Regions from separate parts of the Mus musculus genome. Here region 2 is linked to region 1. The links are chromatin contacts, called in public Hi-C maps. All regions are on one chromosome and are shown on one strand. The core of a region is the stretch at or near the end of the contact, and the rest is flanking DNA. Distances in the headings are between cores, read along the strand shown.

What was found. A called contact is a pair of places that touch in the nucleus more often than the background predicts.
Region 2: a contact with region 1 is called in a Hi-C map of the N1E-115 cell line, with 2.8 times the contacts expected there. The contact joins two enhancer-like sites. A contact is called at or near these places in 2 of 15 datasets of contacts at CTCF or cohesin (the G1E-ER4 cell line and pro-B cells), 41 of 484 Hi-C or Micro-C datasets (the Ba/F3 cell line, CD8 T cells, ECoMG myeloid progenitors and 22 more), 2 of 115 datasets of contacts at active chromatin or transcription factors (CD8 T cells and a beta-TC-6 cell line) and 1 of 9 other capture datasets (embryonic stem cells).

What each region holds. Positions count from the first base shown.
Region 1 is chr13:111,331,921-111,338,103 of GRCm38.p6, forward strand. No RefSeq gene overlaps it. Among named protein-coding and RNA genes, the nearest start is that of Actbl2, 80 kb to the left of the region's middle. Within about 2 kb of position 2,946, at least 9 of the 459 cell types and tissues checked have an H3K27ac peak or open chromatin away from gene starts, as enhancers often do. A contact at or near this core is called in the N1E-115 cell line, where this site is marked.
Region 2 is chr13:111,407,752-111,413,934 of GRCm38.p6, forward strand. No RefSeq gene overlaps it. Among named protein-coding and RNA genes, the nearest start is that of Gpbp1, 79 kb to the right of the region's middle. Within about 2 kb of position 3,245, at least 14 of the 459 cell types and tissues checked have an H3K27ac peak or open chromatin away from gene starts, as enhancers often do. A contact at or near this core is called in the N1E-115 cell line, where this site is marked.

The DNA.
Region 1 (6,183 bases), core at 1,696-4,195:
CAATAAATAGAAAAATTGTCTTTTAAACATAAAAAAAATTAAACGTAAAAGCAACAAATTACTCCAAAAGATACAGGTAGGTATGCCAAAACTGGAAATGCTGGCTGTGGTAGAGCCTCCCTTCCTCACATTCTATAAGTCAGATCCTACATGGCCCTGACAGGAAGGAGACAAGAAATCAAGGTCATAGCTCTTACCTCCTCAGCTCACTCTCTCCCTCCCCACCACCTCCCCAAGTGCAGGGTCACTTCAGGGTTGATGGTCCTTCAGCCAAGGTGCCAGTTAATCTGTTGATCCATACTTTTCTGGGCTTAGAAGCTGTTTATCTTCTCTACCCTTCAGGAAGTGATGGTCTGGGCTGCCATCTTTGTTGGTGGTGGTTGGTGGGTTGGGTTTGGGTTTGGGTTTGGGTTTGGGTTTGGGTTTGGGTTTGGGTTTGGGTTTGGGTTTGGGTTTTGATTTTTGATTTTTGGTTTTTGATTTTTGGTTTTTGGTTTTTGGTTTTTGATTTTTGGTTTTTGAGACAGAGTTCCTAGGCTACCTAGAACTCAGAGATCCACCTGCCCCTCCCACTGCCCTTGCCACTGCCCCTCCCTCCTGAGTGCTGGGATTAAAGGCATTCACCACACCCAACTTCCCTGCTGCCAGCTTTGAGGGGCACCCTATCTCCATGGTGACTCCCTAGAATTCTCACCACAGCTTTATTAAAGGTACCTGTGTTTATTTCGCCGCATTACATAATCACCTGCAAGTGCTATAATCATGACCCAAGACTGGGGCATCACCCTTCATCTCAGTTTAGAGTCTACCTCTTCAGGGAAACAGACCCTTCTCTTAAGTCACACAGATAATACTGAATTCTGGCTATTTAACTTAGAGAACTTATCACGGCTGATAATAGTTTTGTATTGATTTTCACTCCCCTCTTCATCTTCTTTTTTCTTCTCCCTAGGCCATATGCTTATTGGAGAGAGAGAGAGAGAGAGAGAGAGAGAGAGAGAGAGAGAGAGAGAGAGAGAGAGAGAGTATGTTCTTTTACTCCTTTATAGTTACAGTAATAGCTCAGAGTATCCCACACAGTCATGAATAGGCCTTGCTATTATAGCTAGTATTAAAGTCTGGGTTCTTCCATTATTGCTTATGTTCTGGATGTCATTTTCCCTTAAAGAAAATGAAAGCACTGACTGCATTTCCCTCAGCTGTATCACTGCCCTGCATTCAATATGATTAACAAACTTTGGGGGGCGGGCTAAATTGAAGGTCTGCAGGGAGCCGTCAGCTCAGTCAATGGGATGGGCCTTAACAATATTCACTTTGGCTCAGACTTTGGAAAAACACAAAAAATCAGATGGGTTCTAAGAATAGCAGACAGACTGTCTGGGGGGGGGGGGAGAAGGATTCTTAAAGTTACATTTATTTTCCTTTAGGACGTGAAACTCTTTGATCTTTTGTCAATGCATATGGACCAAATTAAACTGAGAAGATTGTATTCCCTTATCCTGCAGTCTTGTAACATCTTTCCCCAAAATTGATCTCTGTTATTTTTAAATGTCAGTGTGGATACATACATTCCTAAATGGATATGAAATAATATGGAAACGATCAGATCCTGAAAGAAACTGTTCAAGAGCTCAGAGTCAAAGCTTGCAATGAAGAGTAGGTGAAAGGCTTCAAAACTCACAAGCCTTTTACTTTGACCCCTTAAATAGACCAAAGCAGAAGCAACCGTGTTAAGGCTGCATCCTCCTTTATACGACATGCTATATACAAGGTCCCAATTACAGCGCAAGTCATCCCAATGTGCTAGTGAGTATATAGACTACAGAGAGAGAGAGAGAGAGAGAGAGAGAGAGAGAGAGAGAGAGAGAGAAAAGAGAGAGAGAGAGATGAGAGAGATGAGAGAAAGAGAGAGAGAGAGAGAAACGAAGATCATTAACCTGACCTGAGGAAGTATTCAATAAAACTAATAAACATTAATGAAATATTTATTAACATTTTGCTCAACCTTTTCTTTAGAATTTACCATAACTCAGGGTTTGTCTATATATCTTCAAAAGTTCTGACACTGGAGATGTGGCTCCATGGCAGAGCACATGCCTAATATGCGTAAGGCCTGGGATTCAATGCTCACTCGGTACATACTACAGGAAGGGGGAGGTGGGAGGGAAGCAGGAAGATGCTCTGAAGAGATGTTTACACAGGTGCCTATTTTGTGTTTATATATTTGCAGGTACCCAGAATTCCAATTTTGCCCACTGACATCAATCACAGCTTTATTTAAAATGACGATGGTCCTCGTTCAATATAACCATTGTAAATCTAAATACTTGTATTCACAGCAAAAGCTATAGGACTGACGGGATTGCTGTTCATCTTCATTTTGTCTTCTGCTTCTACCATGCGGTAGAATCACAGGCAGATGCGGCATATGTGGCCAAGCCCTGGGAAACGGAGTCCAACTCTGTGTCAAGATGATGCACTCCGGCTCCTTCTGCTCCGTCTGCTTTGGATCACAGATCTGACAAGAGAAGGCTGAGGCGAGAAGCCGGGTCATCTGAACGCTGCACAGAGCCCTGCGTCCTGCTGGGACGGTTTCCATCATCATTCCATAAGCATTTTACAGTGACTCCACTAGAGCAAGGGGCCGAGCAGGGTGCCCTTGATGAATGTGCCTCCAAAGGAAAATAGACCCACGGCGGACGTGTTTCCCTAGACGTTTCTCTGCTATTAACATGCTCAGAGAGCTTGGCATTTCTGTGAGCTAATACGCAGGTAGTACATCCTCTTCTCCTACCTGTTCCCCAGGTGGGACCGTTAAGGTAGAGGTGAGAAGTCATGTTTTCAAACATGCTAATGTAGACCATCCCACATCCCCATTAGGCCGTGATGAGATCTACCCACCAGATGGCTCATGGCAGTCGACACTCTAAGGACTCAGGTTTCACCTTCTTGCCTCCAACCACATTTCAATTTCCTCCAGATTACTAACCAAACGCCAGATTGTGAGACTGTGCCTCCAAGAGGGAAAATGGGGACTTAACAGGCACCAGCCAAGCAGAAAGCCCCCCCCCCCCCGCCACCAACTGCCTCTTAAAAAGCAAATGGACTAATGGCTTAATAATGATTAAAAGTTAAGAGACTGTAATGGAATTGCCTCCTGAACTATATAGTTCCTATATAGTGGCCCTAACCCAGGCACTTTCTGTGAAGACTGGTGACAGAGGGGATGTTCTTCCTGGTTATCAATTCACAGAAATGCCAAGTTCTCTGAGTACTGTAACAGTAGAAAATTCTCTAGGGAAACATATCCATTTTGGGTCTATTTTCCTTTGGATGTACATTCATCAACATGGTGAACAGCCTCTCACTTTAGTGGTTTGGTTTTTGGTTTGGGGGTTTTGTTTGTTTTTGGTTTGGGGTTTGTGGATATTGTTTAAATTTTGTTTGTTTTTTTAGTGGATATCTTTTGGGGGGATATTTTTTTATTTACATTTCAAATGCTTTCCCCTTTCCAGGTCTCCCCTTAGGAAACCCCCTCTCCCATCCTCCTTCCCCCTGCCTCTTTGAAGGTGTTCCCCAATCCACCCATTCCCATCCTCCCACCCTGGCATTCCCCTACACTGCGGCATCGAACACCCTCAGGCCCAAGGGCCTCTCCTCCTACTGATATCCAACAAGGCCATCCTCTGCCACATATGTGGCCAGAACCATAGGTCCCTCTATGTGTATTCTTTGGTTGGTGGTCCAGTCCCCTGGAGCTCCAGGGGGGTCTGGCCTGTTGACATTGTTGCTTCCTCCATGGGGCTGCTCCTCAGCTCCTTCAGTTCCTTCTCCAACTCCTCCATTGGGAACCCCTGAGCTCAGTCCAATGGTTGCCTGAGAGCTTGACCTCTGTATTTGTCAGGCTCTGGCAGAGCCTCTCAGGAGACAGCCACATCAGGCTTCCATCAGCAAGCACTTCGCAGCATCCACAATAGTGTCCAGGTTTGGTGACTGTATATAGGATGGCTCCTCAGGTGGGGCTGTCTCTGCATGGCCTTTCCTTCAGTCTCTGCTCAATACTTTGTCTCCATATTTCCTCCTGTGAGTATTTTGTTCACCCTTCTAAAAAGCACTGAAGCATCCACATTTTGGTCTTCCTTCTTCTTAGACTTCATATGGTCTGCGAATTGAATCTTGGGTATTCTGAACTTTTGGGCTTATAAATTATGGAATTCTTATGGGATGATGATAGGGGTGTGGTAATAATGAACGCCTGCAGTGTCTCTGACTGAGACAGAATCTATTGTTCTTTGGAAAACCCACCTCCCAAAGTTTCTGTCCGTTCCTTACCTGTACCATAAGAATAACTTAGTAGATCATTTGCCTGACATGCATGCATTTAGTTCCCCAGAATCAAGGAAACCTGGGTAATTTGTTTAAATGTAATATAATAAACATAATTCACTAAAGTCTCAGTCCAAGAGATTCAAGTTCAATTGCTCTTGGGAAGATACTTTATTTTCTAGGCATACACTTGCCAAATTGCATCTCATAACATAATATATACATGCAGGTTTTTAAAATTTATTTATTTATTATATGTAAGTACACTGTAGCTGTTTTCAGATACACCAGAAGAGGGCATCAGATCTCATTATGGATGGTTGTGAGCCACCATGTGGTTGCTAGGATTTGAACTCAAGATCTTCGAAAGAACGGTCAGTGCATTCTCTTACCCACTAAGCCATCTTGCCAGCCCTACATACAGTTTTTGCTTCTTCAATTTTAAAATGCTACCTCTGTGACTCTTTTTTAATTGATAAATATTATGGGCCATGGAATGAATAGTTTCTATCGACAAAGAGTAAACTAGAGACACATTTGGGTAATGTATGTAAGGGTAGAAAATTTTAATGTTTCATTTAATAGCTTTAATTTTTAAAAAAAAAATATACAATCAAAGAGACTAATCCAAAGACCAGATATGCATGAATGAGTTATTTCTGTGGGAGAAGTAAAACCTTGAAATTATTTCTAAAAAAAAAAAAGGAATAATGATGCCTACATAAAATAAATAATCATAAAGCATTTAGAACTATTAGTACAAATAAGTTGCAATTGTTTATTCTTTGTAACAGTTAATTCCCAGTATTATATCAACACAGTATGGACTTTTCTACACATACATACTAGTGACCCCATCCACCCAGCCTCTCTGTTACCCTATAATCGCACCAGAACAGCACTGGAGAGCAAGGCCCCCTGATACGCACAATCAAGATGCTCTGATTTATTCTCATCCTCTTTCTTATCCTTGGACATCCTTTAGCCTAAAGCTCATAAAGTGATCCCAGAAGAGCGATGCAGCCAAAGGTCCCACATAACTGCTTTAATAGCTTTTCTGGTTTACGTAAGCATGATAAAAGTCATGGGGGCTGCTTGTCTAGCTGCGTGGTGCTGACGATTTGGTGATCAGGGTTAATAGACAGTGACCCAGAGGATGAGAATCCGGTAAGGGAAGTGGTTGGGGTGTTGACTCTACTGCTGGCCAAAAATGAGACACTAACTAGCCTCCAGCCAAGACCTCAATGCTGGGTCGAGGCAACCTTAAGCGAGCAGCAGGGCAACACATGACAGTGCTCACACACTGAAGATCATTAGTTGAAATTCTCGACCACCGCAGATAGGGAGAGAACACACAGGGAATGTGGCCACAGTTAAGATCCCTTTGTTTATATCTCCACCCATTCCACTCGCATACCAAGTCTGTTCTCAAAATCCCTTGGGATTCCTCTTCAAGCTTCTACTTAGTGTCTCCTTCTTCCATTGCCACTAGGATGAGTACAGAGGCATTACAGGTCTGACTTCTGATCTGCCAGTAACTTGGAAAGGCTAAGAATGCTTTTGAAATCAGATTGAACTATTTCTATACCATGTGGACACAGAACAAAAGAAAATGGAGACTCTCAAATAAATTCTATGTGGAGAAACTCTTTTTTCCTTATCTTTCTCTTTTTAATTTTTTTGTTTACATTCCAGCCATTGCGCCACCTCCTGATTCCCCCTCCCACTGTTTCTCATCCCATCCTCTTCCCCCTTGCCTCTGAGTTGGTGTATGGAGAAACTTTTTTTCCATTTTTTATTAGGTATTTAGCTCATTTACATTTCCAATGCTATACCAAAAGTCCCCCATACCCACCC
Region 2 (6,183 bases), core at 1,995-4,494, 76 kb after region 1:
CCCCAGTTCAAGAAACATAGCTTCCAATTGCTCTATCGGGACTCTAAGGAATGGAGCAGTCAATCAGAAACTTAGGAAGGGCAAAGACTCCTGGCTGGGGCACTGGCCCTGGGGAAGCATTTGCTGTGGTCCATCTAACTCTGATCCTTGTGTGGCTTCCCAAGCCAACAGCAGACGGACAGACAGAACCCAGCAACATTCAAATAAGGTATTCACGGCTTTCCCATGCAAAAATGAGTTCCCTATTATTTATTCCTTAGGTGCACAGAGAGAGAGACAGGGAGCAGTCTGAAGGAGAGACTGCCACTGACAGACAGCAGTGCACAGTCTTTTGTCATGCACAAATCAAGGCAGGGGGGGGGGCAGTCATTCTTAGCCTGTCTGTGCTGTAGATTTTCCCTTCCTCAGAGCATCAGTACCACAAGTGACCCCTTTGTCTGTGTATCCTCTTCACTTTGAGGCAGGATTCCAGGTTCCTCAGGAGCCATCCAGTATGTGTGTGTGTGTGTGTGTGTGTGTGTGTGTGTGCATGCATGTGTGTATATGCATGCGTGCATGTGTGTGTGCATGCGTGCATGCGTGCGTGTGTATGTGTGTGTGTGTGTGTGAGAGAGAGAGAGAGAGAGAGAGAGAGAGAGAGAGAGATCAGACACATTTCCTACGTTAGTCTGACCTCAAAATGCCTCCTCGGTAAATACGCTGTTGTGTTGTCTCTTATAAAATATCCACCCCTGTTTTTGCTGTAGAAAGACAGAAAGAAAGAAAGAAAGAAAGAAAGAAAGAAAGAAAGACCTTGAACATGCAAAGAATTTTTCAAGTTTCACCTGAGGCTCAAGACAGAGGTATGAAGTCTCCTGGCATGGAGGAAGGGTCACAGAGTCAAGGGCAGGCTGGTCAGAATTTCTGCATATTTCTCTCTCTCTCTCTCTCTTTCTCTCTCTCTCTCTCTCTCTCTCTCTCTCTCCCTTCCCTTCCCCCCTCTCCCTTCCCCTCTTCCTCCCTTCCCCTCTTCCTCCCTTCCCCTCTTCCTCACCCTGTTTCCTTAGAAAGACAATCCCAAATAAACCACAGAAGTTCTTTGAAGCCCAGTTCACCCTTGTACTGGCTAGTTTCATGTCAACTTGACACAGCTGGAGTTATCACAGAGAAAGGAGCTTCAGTTGAGGAAATGCCTCCATGAGATCCAACTGTAAGGCATTTTCTCAATTAGTGATTAAGGGGGAAAGTCTCCTTGTGGGTGGGGCCATCTCTGGGCTGGTAGTCTTGGTTCTATAAGAGAGCAGGCTGAGCAAGCCAGGGGAGGCAAGCCAGTAAAGAACATCCCTCCATGGCCTCTGCATTAGCTCTTTCTTTCTGACCTCCTTGAGTTCCAGTCCTGACTTCCTTTGGTGATGAACAGCAGTATGGAAGTGTAAGCTGAATAAACCCTTTCCTCCCCAACTTGCTTCTTGGTCATGATGTTTGTGCAGGAATAGAAACCCTGACTAAGACAACCATGAAACCTTATATTCACAAAAGAAGTAAACAACCATAATGGGGCAGGCTTCGGTTGAGGTTTTCTGGACGATGGGGTACAGTGTTTAGTGAATAAGATGAACATCCCATGTCGGGAGAAGCAACTTTGGGTGAGGTGCTTGGGGCTATTGGAGTCCTCGGAAAGAGAAAGAGAAAACAGGGAGAGATCATACAGCAGTCACAAACTCAGATTAAGTGGGCCTGTTGCTGCCTTTGCTAGAGTCAGCTAAGACCGCCTCAGAATCAGAGCTCTGGCTTGACGTGGTAGCATGGTACAGAGGCTGTGTTGAATGGCATTGCCCTTCAGAATGAACGCAGAGCTTGATGCATTGAGACCTAATCTTCAAGCTAGGAAACAAGCATTGAGGCTTTATAATTCCCTTTGAAGGATAACAACTCCTGGAGACAGGAAATGAAACACGTTCCCAAAATTAGCCTGCTGATAGGTGGCAGGTGCTGGCGCTGAGACACCCATTCCTTCTAAGACTTCTATCACTCAGCCATTTGAGTAAATGTCCCAGCTCCTGTATCCAGTAGGTGGGGCCCATTGTGTCATGTGCAGTCAAGTCACTGAGGTTTAAAAACTAAGTTTTGATGTCAGTGTAGCCTAACCAAGATCCTGTCACTACAGCGGCTGTAATATACTAACTGCTCCACCCTGTGTGTGTGCGTGTGTGAGCGTGTGTGTGTGTGTGTGTGTGTGCACACGCGTGTGCATGTGCGCGCGCTCGCACAGACTAGTTTAAGTAATTTTCTTGGAAACTTATTTGAATTCAAAATAGACTTGCAGCATTTTTGATAGATTGTGGGTGGATGGATGGACAGACAGACGGACAGTGAACGGGAATACTAGCAATGATCTAGCATGGATATTCGTGTCTTGGGAGCAAACCCCAGTTACACTTCTCCCTGCCACAAATCTATACCACAGACCAACACTAAGAAAAATATAATTTAGTAGAAGAAGGTGAAGTCTGGGATCTACTTCAAATCTGATTCAGGGGCACAATTTTCCTTAAGAGACACTCTCTAGAATGACTTCGTTTTATAAGTGAGGGAGGAGAGGTTACGGAACTCACTCAAGGTTGCATAACTCATGAGAGACCGCCATCATAACCCAGTGCTCCAAGCTCAGTTGGCACCTCTATTAGATGTTTTTACCAGAATATATCACCCAGTACCAACCATGTGAGTCCCGGAGACAGAGCTCCACTCTCTGCCAGCAGTGACCACACTCAGCCATCATATACAGCCAAATGTGGCACGTCTTTTCTCCCACAACTTAGACGGGGGAATCAGAAGCGGCAACTGAGAAGATATCCTGGCTTATCAGTCCCATCTTAAGCAGAGGAAACAGGATTAGAATGAAGCACCGAGCCAAATCCAGCACAGCTTTCTGACTGTCCAGTGCATCCTTCGAGACACTACAGGGTCATCCCTATGAGCACGCTCACAGGACCCCACCCCACCCCACCCCCCAGGGTTTACAATCCGTAACAGAGAGAGAGAGAGAGGCTGCCTCTCCCCAGAAGACTCAGTATGTCCTAAGAGGACCAAAGTTAGCAGTCTTTGAAAATGAACTGAGAGAGGTCCCTGCAGAAACACTACCTACAAGTGTGTGTGCTTGGAAAGCAAATCATGGAGCCAGGGAGGTGATGTGGAGGAAAACACAAAGCAAGCACAAAGATTTGAGTGAGGCTGGGTGCAGAGAAGCATCTTGAATATCAGGGCAGCTCTTTCTTGACGCTAGTCAGCAAACACCTCCTCTTTTACAGGAAAACAGCTTTGGAGCTCGAATGAATTTTTGCCGACAGTGTTTTGCCGCCCTCTAGTGTTCGATTTTTAATTTTAAAAAGGCATTTAACACACCTGGATTAACGTGGCCTTTCATCCCTTCCAGTCTCCTGGAAGTTAATGGTTTTTGGACTGTCATTGCACTAGGCAGATTGAATCACAAACGTCAGTTAAAGACACAAGTTTCGTTGCTGTTTACTAACACAGGATCTTAGTATATAGCTCAGCCTGGCCTTGATCTCACTATCTTCCTTCCTCATCCTCCCAAATGGAACATGCATGCACGATCATGCCTGGTGCATGTTATAATAGACTCTTATGAAAATGTAACATACACATATGAGTGAACATTGTGAACAATAAATATGCTGTACAGTTAAAAAGAAAGCTAGGGTGCTTTCATTTTGTTTTTCTTCACCAAAAATACTGCAAATATTTGAGAAGACAGACATGTTTGTCATCATGTAAACGTCACATAAAATGTACATTTATCAAGACATCATGTGGTACTGATAAATATGTAAAGATGTGTATACCAATTTTAAAATAATACTTCTAAAAATCTAATACTTACCTGACAACTTCTTAGCACATAAATGTCCTTTCTGGGTATAGAATTTCAGTTATGTGCTATGCGTGCATTCTTGAGATCTCATGTGCAATAAAAAGGATGGCCACAACACATAGCCCTGTATTATTCAGTTTAAAAGGAAATTTTTACAAACGTTCTTTCTGCCTCTCCCTCAGATACCACCCACTAAACTGGGTTGCTTGAGTCCCACAAGCAAGGAGGAAACTCGAAAGACCACATGATAAAGCCAGGCTGTAAGTCACTATCTGGGTTACTCTAATATAGTTTAAGAAGAAAGTAACGCTATGCCTGAGAGAAGTCTTCAGTGCTCCGGTGATTTCCCAACCAGATCAGGCATCTGGAGACTAGTGTTTTATGTATAGAACCTTGACCCCAGAGCTTTTGAAAAAGTAGCATCAAGATATATATAAAAGAGAGGCGAGTGCGAGGCGATGTTTCCTGCCATGATGATAATAGATTAAACCATTATCTGAAATGCAAGCCATTTTTTTTTAAGTAAGAATTGTTGTGGCCATGGTTTCCTCTTCCGAGCTATTGAAACCCAAACAAGGACAGGGTATACTTGGACTTGGACGAAGAACCATCAATGAGAAGAGGATGCTAGGTAGGGGACACCAAGGAAAGGGGCGCATGCTGCACACATGCCCCAAGGTCCTAGCGCTCAACCTTCTTCTGTGCTCTCTCATCAAACAACACACAGCCTGCCCCGTGAATTAGCTAACAGCAAAGTTATAGAAGGGATGAGGATGGAGAGCGTAAGACAACCTTGTCTGCCATCATGCCACTGTGGACTGCTGCCCGCCCTGCACTTATGATCACTCTTGGTAACCAGTAGTCAGTGTCTGCTGATAGATATATATACCAATGATCAATACACCACCTCTGTGGAACAGAGGTAGGACTCCTGAATTCCTATTTGAAAGTTTTGTGTGTGTGTGCATGTGTGTATATATATATATGTGTATATATATATATATATATATATATATATGTATATGTATATATATGTATATATATATTAAAGAATTATTACATTTGTTAAAGGACTTGTCATATATGGCAGGATTTATTTTTAAAACTGCCTTACAGAGGTGGACATTCATTGAAGTGGGGCGGCTAAGGATCTAGTGGGAAAGAAAGGTGTCATTCACCAAGACTCTTTGGTACCTTTTTTTTCCCCCAGAGAGTGGGATGGAGTGGAGTGGGGGGACATAGTTTCTCTGTGTAGCCCTGGCTGTACTAGAACTTGATCCATAGACCAGGCTGGCCTCAAACTTGACATCCACCTGTCTTTGCCTCCTGAGTGCTGGGATTAAAGGCATTCACCGCCACCACCAGGCCCTTCGGTACATTTTTAAATGTGTGTTTTGTTGTCAAATTACTTTTAAAAAATACATGTTTTTCCCCAAGGCAAAGTAAAGTCAGTGTCTAAAATGTCTGATTCTGGACCCTGGAATTGGAGAGAATGTGGAGGAGGGAAGCTATCTACTGAATCATTTAGTAGTTTGGTGGCCTTGTTTTTGTATGTAAAAAGCATTTCTTTCATAACTCTTGGGATTCTTGCAACAAGATACCTGTACAATTCTATGCATATATTAGCCTCACTTCCGTCAGAAAAATTAAAGCCATGATACTTTCTGGATACAAAGTTTAAACATTATCATGTGTGCTGTGCGAGTAGACATCAACAGCTCTTTGGCCCCCTCTGCTGGTCACTGAGATATATACCTGTGAAAATGATCTTCGAATATATTTGACATTTGTTGTCATGTCAGAAAAGGAATTATTTCCATTTCTGTGAGTCCAAAGAGCCTTTCTCCTTGGCCGATAATTTCACAAAGATCAAAGATATGTGTTTCTAAATGCTTCATCTGTATACAGAATACCAAGTAGAAATTTGCTAATCCCAGCACTCGGGAGGCAGAGGCAGGCAGATTTCTGAGTTCGAGGCCAGCCTGGTCTACAGAGTGAGTTCCAGGACAGTCAGGGCTACACAGAGAAACCCTGTCTCGAAGGAAAAAAAAGAAAGAAATTTGCTTCTGACTTTTGCTTGCTTTTCAGGTAGATTCGAGGAGCTACAGACAGAAACACTGGAGATTCATGAGTAGTCACAGTCTAAAGTTACTGATCGCTGGGCAGTGGTGGCACACGTCTTTAATCCCAGCACTGGGAGGCAAAGGCAAGCAGATCTCTGAGTTCAAGGCCAGCCTGGTCTATAAGGTAAGTTCCAGGACAGCCAAGGTTACACAGAGAAACCCTTATCTTGAAAAGCCAAAATAAAC